Regions from separate parts of the Rattus norvegicus genome. Here region 1 is linked to region 2. The links are chromatin contacts, called in public Hi-C maps. All regions are on one chromosome and are shown on one strand. Each heading gives the region's core, a stretch centred on a gene start, on an enhancer-like site or on the middle of the called end of the contact. The rest is flanking DNA. Distances are from core to core; before and after follow the strand shown.

The links. A called contact is a pair of places that touch in the nucleus more often than the background predicts.
Region 1: a contact with region 2 is called in a Hi-C map of Schwann cells, with 4 times the contacts expected there. The contact joins the promoter of Plxna4 here to the enhancer-like site in region 2. A contact is called at or near these places in 2 of 12 Hi-C or Micro-C datasets (Schwann cells and frontal cortex).

What each region holds. Positions count from the first base shown.
Region 1 is chr4:62,128,061-62,131,456 of GRCr8, reverse strand. It overlaps Plxna4 (plexin A4), which reads left to right and starts at 2,012. Exons shown (of 32, transcript NM_001107852.3): 1 at 2,012-2,963.
Region 2 is chr4:61,940,127-61,943,275 of GRCr8, reverse strand. All of the region lies in intron 3 of Plxna4 (plexin A4), which reads left to right. Among named protein-coding and RNA genes, the nearest start is that of Plxna4, 190 kb to the left of the region's middle. Within about 2 kb of position 1,450, at least 41 of the 93 cell types and tissues checked have an H3K27ac peak or open chromatin away from gene starts, as enhancers often do. A contact at or near this core is called in Schwann cells, where this site is marked.

The DNA.
Region 1 (3,396 bases), core at 763-3,262, 190 kb before region 2:
ACACACGAGACAAGGGGCAGGGAAGACAAAACTAGGAGCTATTACAAACTCTTGCTGGGATGATTGGCTGAGAAGGGTTTAGAGTCAGTTCTCACTTCCTTCCTCTCCCTTTGAGCATTTTTACAGAAGTCCCCTACAGCTGACAATTGGGTTCGAACAGATCTCCTGTACGCTTTAGTGAAGCGTAGTATTTAAGTAGCCTGTTGGGATTTTCTGTAGGACTTTCCAGGCTTTCGCTTCTAGGGTGAGCCTGCTATGATGGTGCCATGTGCTGGTTTCAGAGGACACTCTTATGAGAGAGTTTAGGCCCAGGTGAGGCAAGTCTTGCGGAGACCTTTGGGGACCACTTCCTTTGATTTTGCATGTGGAGTGTCTCTGAGGCATCATGTTAGACAGACACTTGGCTCCAGGGCTCCCTTAGTTCTGGAAGGAAGTCAAAGCAGCAGCAACATGGAATTAATGTTATGTGTTTCTCTAACTTGATATTGTGTGCTTTATCTCAGGTCTGGGATCCAGTGTTTCAGAGACGAGTGGAGCCAGATCAATGTATTAAAGGGAGCTAATGAGATAACCCTTGCTGTTTTCTGGGCCACACAATGCTCGGCGAACAACCAGAGCCTACACCAGGGCTCCATGCTGTCTCCTGGAACACCCTTTAACTAGAGAAATGTCTGGCTTCTTCATGCTTACACTTGATTCATTGCCTCCTTCTGGTGAGAGCACTTTCAACAAGGTCCTGGGTGGGTAAGTCGAACCCGACCCACGTGTGCTACCTGCCCCGGGGCTTGTCTACCTTGTCATCTCATAGCTCCCTTCAGAATCTACCCAGTTTATAACTTTGATTTCTGTGAAAATATAACCCCTATATATAGGAATTTATACCGCAGTTAACACGCTCCTAATAAGCAGGTTCTGAGAGGTTTGGTTGGGAGGGACAGTTATTCACAGGAAGTTACTGAGGTTGAGGAAAGTTAAGTTGAAGAAGTAGCATGGGAGAGTGGGTTAGAAACCCCAAACCATTGTCTTGAAAGGTCTTCCTTTGATGAATGGCTAGTCTTCCTGGACATGGCTGACAGTGCCATTTTCTTGAGCTTAGCATACAAGGTTGGGTGGACAAGTAGGTGTGCATCCTTTGAAAAATTGTTTTATTTTTATTTATTTGTTTTGATGGTTGGCCCATTAATGGGGGGAGGTCTTTGTAGAGATATTCTAAGTAGTTCTGCCTACTTCCTGTCCTCACCTGTACCTTGTATCCTGTCTGCCTGCCAGATGCTGTTTCAACTTAAGCAACTTCAGGATTTCTTCCTTCTGACTTCTGAAAGTACTCTGACGTTAGCAATGTCTGGGTTGTGTTTGGGACATGACCCAGGACCTAGGGCTTCAGAGTTAGAGAAGCAAGGTCAGCTCTGGACAGATCAGGTTACCCAGCAAGCTCTGTGGCATTGGCCATTTATTTCTGTCCCAGGACTAGAAGAAACCTTGGACTTGGGCATCCTCTAGTGCTCTGTGTAGGATTACCTTGGTTGGTGGGGTTGGACGAGGATTCTAGGTTGAGAGTGGATATATGTTTGGTTGGTGTCTGTTAGGAACACACAGAAGTGCCTCTGACCACCTACACCCACATGCCTGTTTGGGAGTATGCTCCAATCCAAGTGCACTTGGTGCCACCATATATGCACCACTCTGCCCTGTGTCTCCATCGCCAGGGTGGTTCGAGAAAGTCATGAAGACCCAGGGCACCCCCTTCTGCAGAAGTCCACGTTGGGGAAACCGGGCAGGCCAGTGGCGGCAGCGTGCGGGGAAGCGCCCCCTGCCCCCTCTGCCGGCCGCTCTACCTGGGTCTAGATGTCAGCCGCGAGCTCCGAGCCAGCTAGCGAGCCAGAGAGGGAGCGGCGGCGGCGGCGGCGGCAGCGGCGGCGGCGGCGGCGGGCCGCGGGCGGCGGGGAGGGGAGGAGGCGAGGAGAGGGAGGGAGGAAGGGAAGCAGGGAGGGCGGGAGGGAGGAGAGGAGGACCCAGAGAGCGCCAGGCAGCTGGAGTTTTGCAGCGCTTGGCCGGGCTTCAATGCACAGCAGCAGCGAGCCGCGGCGGCAGCAGGCAGCCCGGGAGCTCCGGCGGCGGCCGAGCCAGAGGCGGCCCCGCTCCCTGCCCCCTGCAAACTTTGCTAGCAGTCCGCCCGGGGGGCCGGGGACGCGCCTGGGAGGCTCGGCTTGGACCACGGCCGCACTCTTGGCCGCCGCAGCGCTAGCCGCCGCCGTCGCTGCTACCACCGCAGCTCCGCGCCTCCCCAGGGAGCTGCTGGCGGCTTCCGAGGCCCCCCAGCCCCGGCCCCTGGGCACTGCCCGGCTAGTCCCCGGCCAGGGGTGGGAGCAACAGCGGCGCAGTCAGCCCTGGGCTGCCAGGGGGTGGCCGTCACTGCCCAGGGAGACGCGCAGAGGCTCGCAGAGCGCTCCCCGGCGGGTCCCCAACGTACTCGCCGCCGCGCCCGGGCAGCGGCCCGACCCGGCTAGCATGGGCGGCGCGGAGTGACGCCGCCGTGCCCGCTTGGCATCAAGGACATTCAGCCCGCGGGGGTGGGGACGAAGGGGGGCAGCCCCGCGTCGCCGCCGCAGCCCCTGAGAGCCACCGCTGTCGTTGCTTGGGCTCCGGGGCTGGATGGAGGATAGGGGTGCTTGGAATTGATCTACATTTTCTGACCTTTTTGTTGGACATTACGCCCACCTTGGACGCTGCAAGAGGAGCTGTCAAGCCCGGCAGGCTCTGATTTGGCCCCCTCCGTTTTTCTCTGCTGCTCGTGGCTTCCCCGTGCCTTGGTGGAGTATTTGCGTTCGGGGCTGGGGCTGGAGGAGGCAGCCACACGCGCGCACACGCACACGTTCAGAGGAGGGCGAGAGGCAGCGGTACAGGCACCATCTGCAGTGTCAATGCGGCGCTGGGGCTGAAGGAGGGAAACGCCGCGCTTCCAGGTAAGGAGCCGCCGGCCGGGCGCAGGGCCAGCTGGGCAGAGCGGGCGGAGGTGCCGAGTCCGGTCCCGGAGTCCTCATCTGCTCCGAGGCAGCCCACTACACACACACACACACACACACACACACACACACACACACACACACACGCAAAACACAAATCGCGTGCGCGCACACACACATACACACACACATGCACACACTGCGCTCACGCACCTGCCCACGTCCCACCTGGACACCCGCGTAGGTGCATCGCAGTCGGAGCAGGGATTTCCCGTGTTCTTCTCCTTTCCGGACCTAGACTTCTCTTCCCCAGGACTTTCAGGGTGGGATTCAGTTAAATGACTGACTCTCCTATCCAGCCTGGTAGCATGAGGGAGCGATTTTGCTGTTTCTAGTTCCTTTCATTTCCTAACTGGTTTTTATAAGACAGGAG
Region 2 (3,149 bases), core at 201-2,700:
TCAGTTACCAAATATCCATAAAATAGTTCAGCTTGGAGACTCTTTACACCTGCCTTCTACTCCAACATAGTTAACATGCTTTTGTATATGTGTATATGCATGTGCACATGCATATACATATACTCTTGGATGTGCAGGCATATATTCACATACGTGTATGTGTTGTGTGGAACCAGAAGACCACTTCAAATGTTGTCCCTCTGAAACCATCTACCTTGTTCATTCATTTTTTTATCTCTCCCTCTATGTCCTGCTCCCCATCTCCAGAGTCTTCCATTGACCTGGCCCTTGCCAAGTAGGTCAGGCTGACTGCCAGCAACCCACAGGGAGCTACTTGTCTCTACTTCCCCAGTACTGGGATTATAAGCCTTTGTCACCACGCCTGGCTTTATGTTACCTGTGTCGTAGGGTTCAAGCTTAGCGCCTTCTCTTTTAAAAGGGAACTCTTTACCGACGGAGCCATTCCTTTAGCCCCTCAGCTAAGATGCTTTAACACGAAGAACAGTTTTTACTCGAAGACATCTCTAGGGTTGAGTGTGGAAATAAAAACTTTTGAGTGCATTAAACAATGAGCTTGGTCAATTCCACCATATTTCAAATGTTGGCATACTCAGAACTCACGTGAGGGCTTTTTGCAAATGCAAAATTCTTACTCAGTAGGTCTGGAGTGACGCATGAGATAGAGCTCCGAAGTACTCTGGGTACTTGAGCCATATAGTAGTCTAGACTAGACCTAAGTGTGGCTTGCAAAGCATTGGTTAATGGTCTGTGTAGGGCAGACGTCAGAGCGAACACTTGGAAATGTGCACACCGCTTCCATGTGGTTCCGTATCAGGGAGTGTGCCCAATGAATTTGCATGCTGTCCTTTTCTGTATTATTTTCCCTAGTTAACTTTTCTGGTATTTGACAAAAGTATCCTACGAAAGACTGGACATTATCACTGAATGGCTCTCTACTACAGATAGTTTGGGAGAAGCATCGAGTTAGAGAATGCCTCTGAAACTTTCAGATGTTCTGAGCTCCTGCACAAAAGTACCCTGTCTTGGGCAACATATCCTGGAGATGGTAATCCCTGCTAAGGATTTCCAGCAAGGTTTTTGGCATCATCCCATCTCCCCCTGTTTTCCACACTCAGTTCAGTGTTTTCTTTTCTGAGGCAGAATTCCAGTGATCTCAGACAAAGGTTAAGCTTATCAGAAGGGCTGTGCCAGGAAATGCCAGGAGAGTGGGTGCTGGGGCGCCTGAGTGCACAGCCCTGAGGTACCATCCCAACCCTGGGCAGCTTACTCTCTCCCTTCCCAGCAGGCTCTCCTTCTACTGTGGCAACCATCTGCCCCACTTCTGAGAGAGAGAAAAAAACAGGCTGAAAAGCAGGCCTGGAGAAGGCTTCCTGCCCCACTGGCTAGAAGGGAGGGCTGGGTTAATGAAGCCAAGTGCAGTTATGAGGGGAACTGGGCCAGCTGGAGCTCTCCCAGGCTTGACCTGCCGTCCTTTGGCAGGACCCGGGCTGCTGGGGGAGTGGCTAGAGACAAAAACATAGTCTGGTTTTCTCCCTGCAGAGGAGGTCTTTGTTGCACTTGGACTTCTGTGGACTGTCAGGCATACTGGCCAGCCCTGGTGGGACGACCCTGGGGAGTGAGGACTGGCTGGTCTTCTTTTAAATTTGCCTTCTTCCTCACATTCCCCAGCCTCCGTTTCTGGTCCTGTGCAGAGCAGTCGATAGACCCTTCTAACAATATTCTTTTTTTAGTCAGTCAGTAGTCAGTCAGTCAGTCAGTCAGTCAGTCAGTCAGTTGTTCAGTCATTCAGGCTTTTGGTTTGTTTGCTGGCCTTAAACTCACAATCTTCTCTCCATCTTCCCAGTGCTGAGACTACTGTTGTACACCACCTTGCCCAGCTTTCAGCGTCTGTTAATAGACTGGCTTCTTTTTGCCTTTCTCTTCTGAGCTTTAGGGAATCCCCTACGTAGAGCTGCTTCATGGACCATCTCACAATCTTTACTAAGTGCTAATTAAAGTACAGTAACTCAGAGAGTAAAGAGATCAGTGTTGAATAACTATGCTCTGAATGATCTCGCATCATTTGCAGATCAGCCACTCCAGCGTTCAAAAAAGATATGATTTTAGTCAGGCCCAGATTTAGTTGAGTGGTTAGATTTTAAAGTGTGCTCATGATTTATTGGATGATTCTACTCTGTTTCATTTCTCAGTCTATGTAATTTGTGAGTGAGGTGTCATGTTGGTCACAGGAGGACATGTCATTAAGAAACTGTGTGTATGTGTGTGTGTGCACACACACGTGTGCGAACATTCACATCTGTATATATGCATGCTTTCTCTCTTTTACATAAAAAGAGATTCTAGATATGGTGGTGCTTCTAGTGTTTTCTGCCAGTGAAGAAGATGAACCATTGCAACCTGAGGTTACAACCAGACAAAAAGGAAAGGTGATTGGACTGACTTTGGGGCATGTGCTCTGCTGTACTCAGTAAGAACACGTTTACATGTAAGATTGGCTTCATCGTGCGTGTCTGCCCTCCCAGCCTTAGAGGTAGTTATGAGCCTCCTGTTCCCTCTGATTATTTATGACTCAGGTCACTACCGAGCTTACTATGCCAGTTCCTGGGGCTGGGTCTGATGCACAGACCCAGGATCCCATGCTAAGCTCTTTGACTGACCCAGGATTTGGCCCATGGCAGTGGCCTCATTAACCAGGGAGTCTCTCAACATTTTGTGAAGGTGAACTTCAGCGTGCACATTTCCTGAAAAGGGAAAGCAAGGAAAGTAGGGGGTTTGGGGACATTTCTGTGTGCCATGGCCCAAGCCTGCTAAGATACTTGAAGGCATGACCTTGTTTTTACTGATATTCACCTCCCTTTGCCCTTCCCCTCAGAGGCAGGCAGCCCCAGGTTCCACTGACCAACAGTTTCTCTGTGGATCTGTCTCCAGCTGTTAGTGCAGAACTTCAAAGCTTCGTGTACTTAGAGTGGCATCGACCTTGAATGTTGAAAACTGGAAAACACAAGCCAGCATTGTCCTCAGCATGGTCCAGGCTTGCATCACAGTTCATGCTGTGCTATCTGAGTCCTGGGGACAGGGAGAAGGAGTCTGTTATTGTCTCTCTGCTTCATATGGTTAAGTAACTGGTC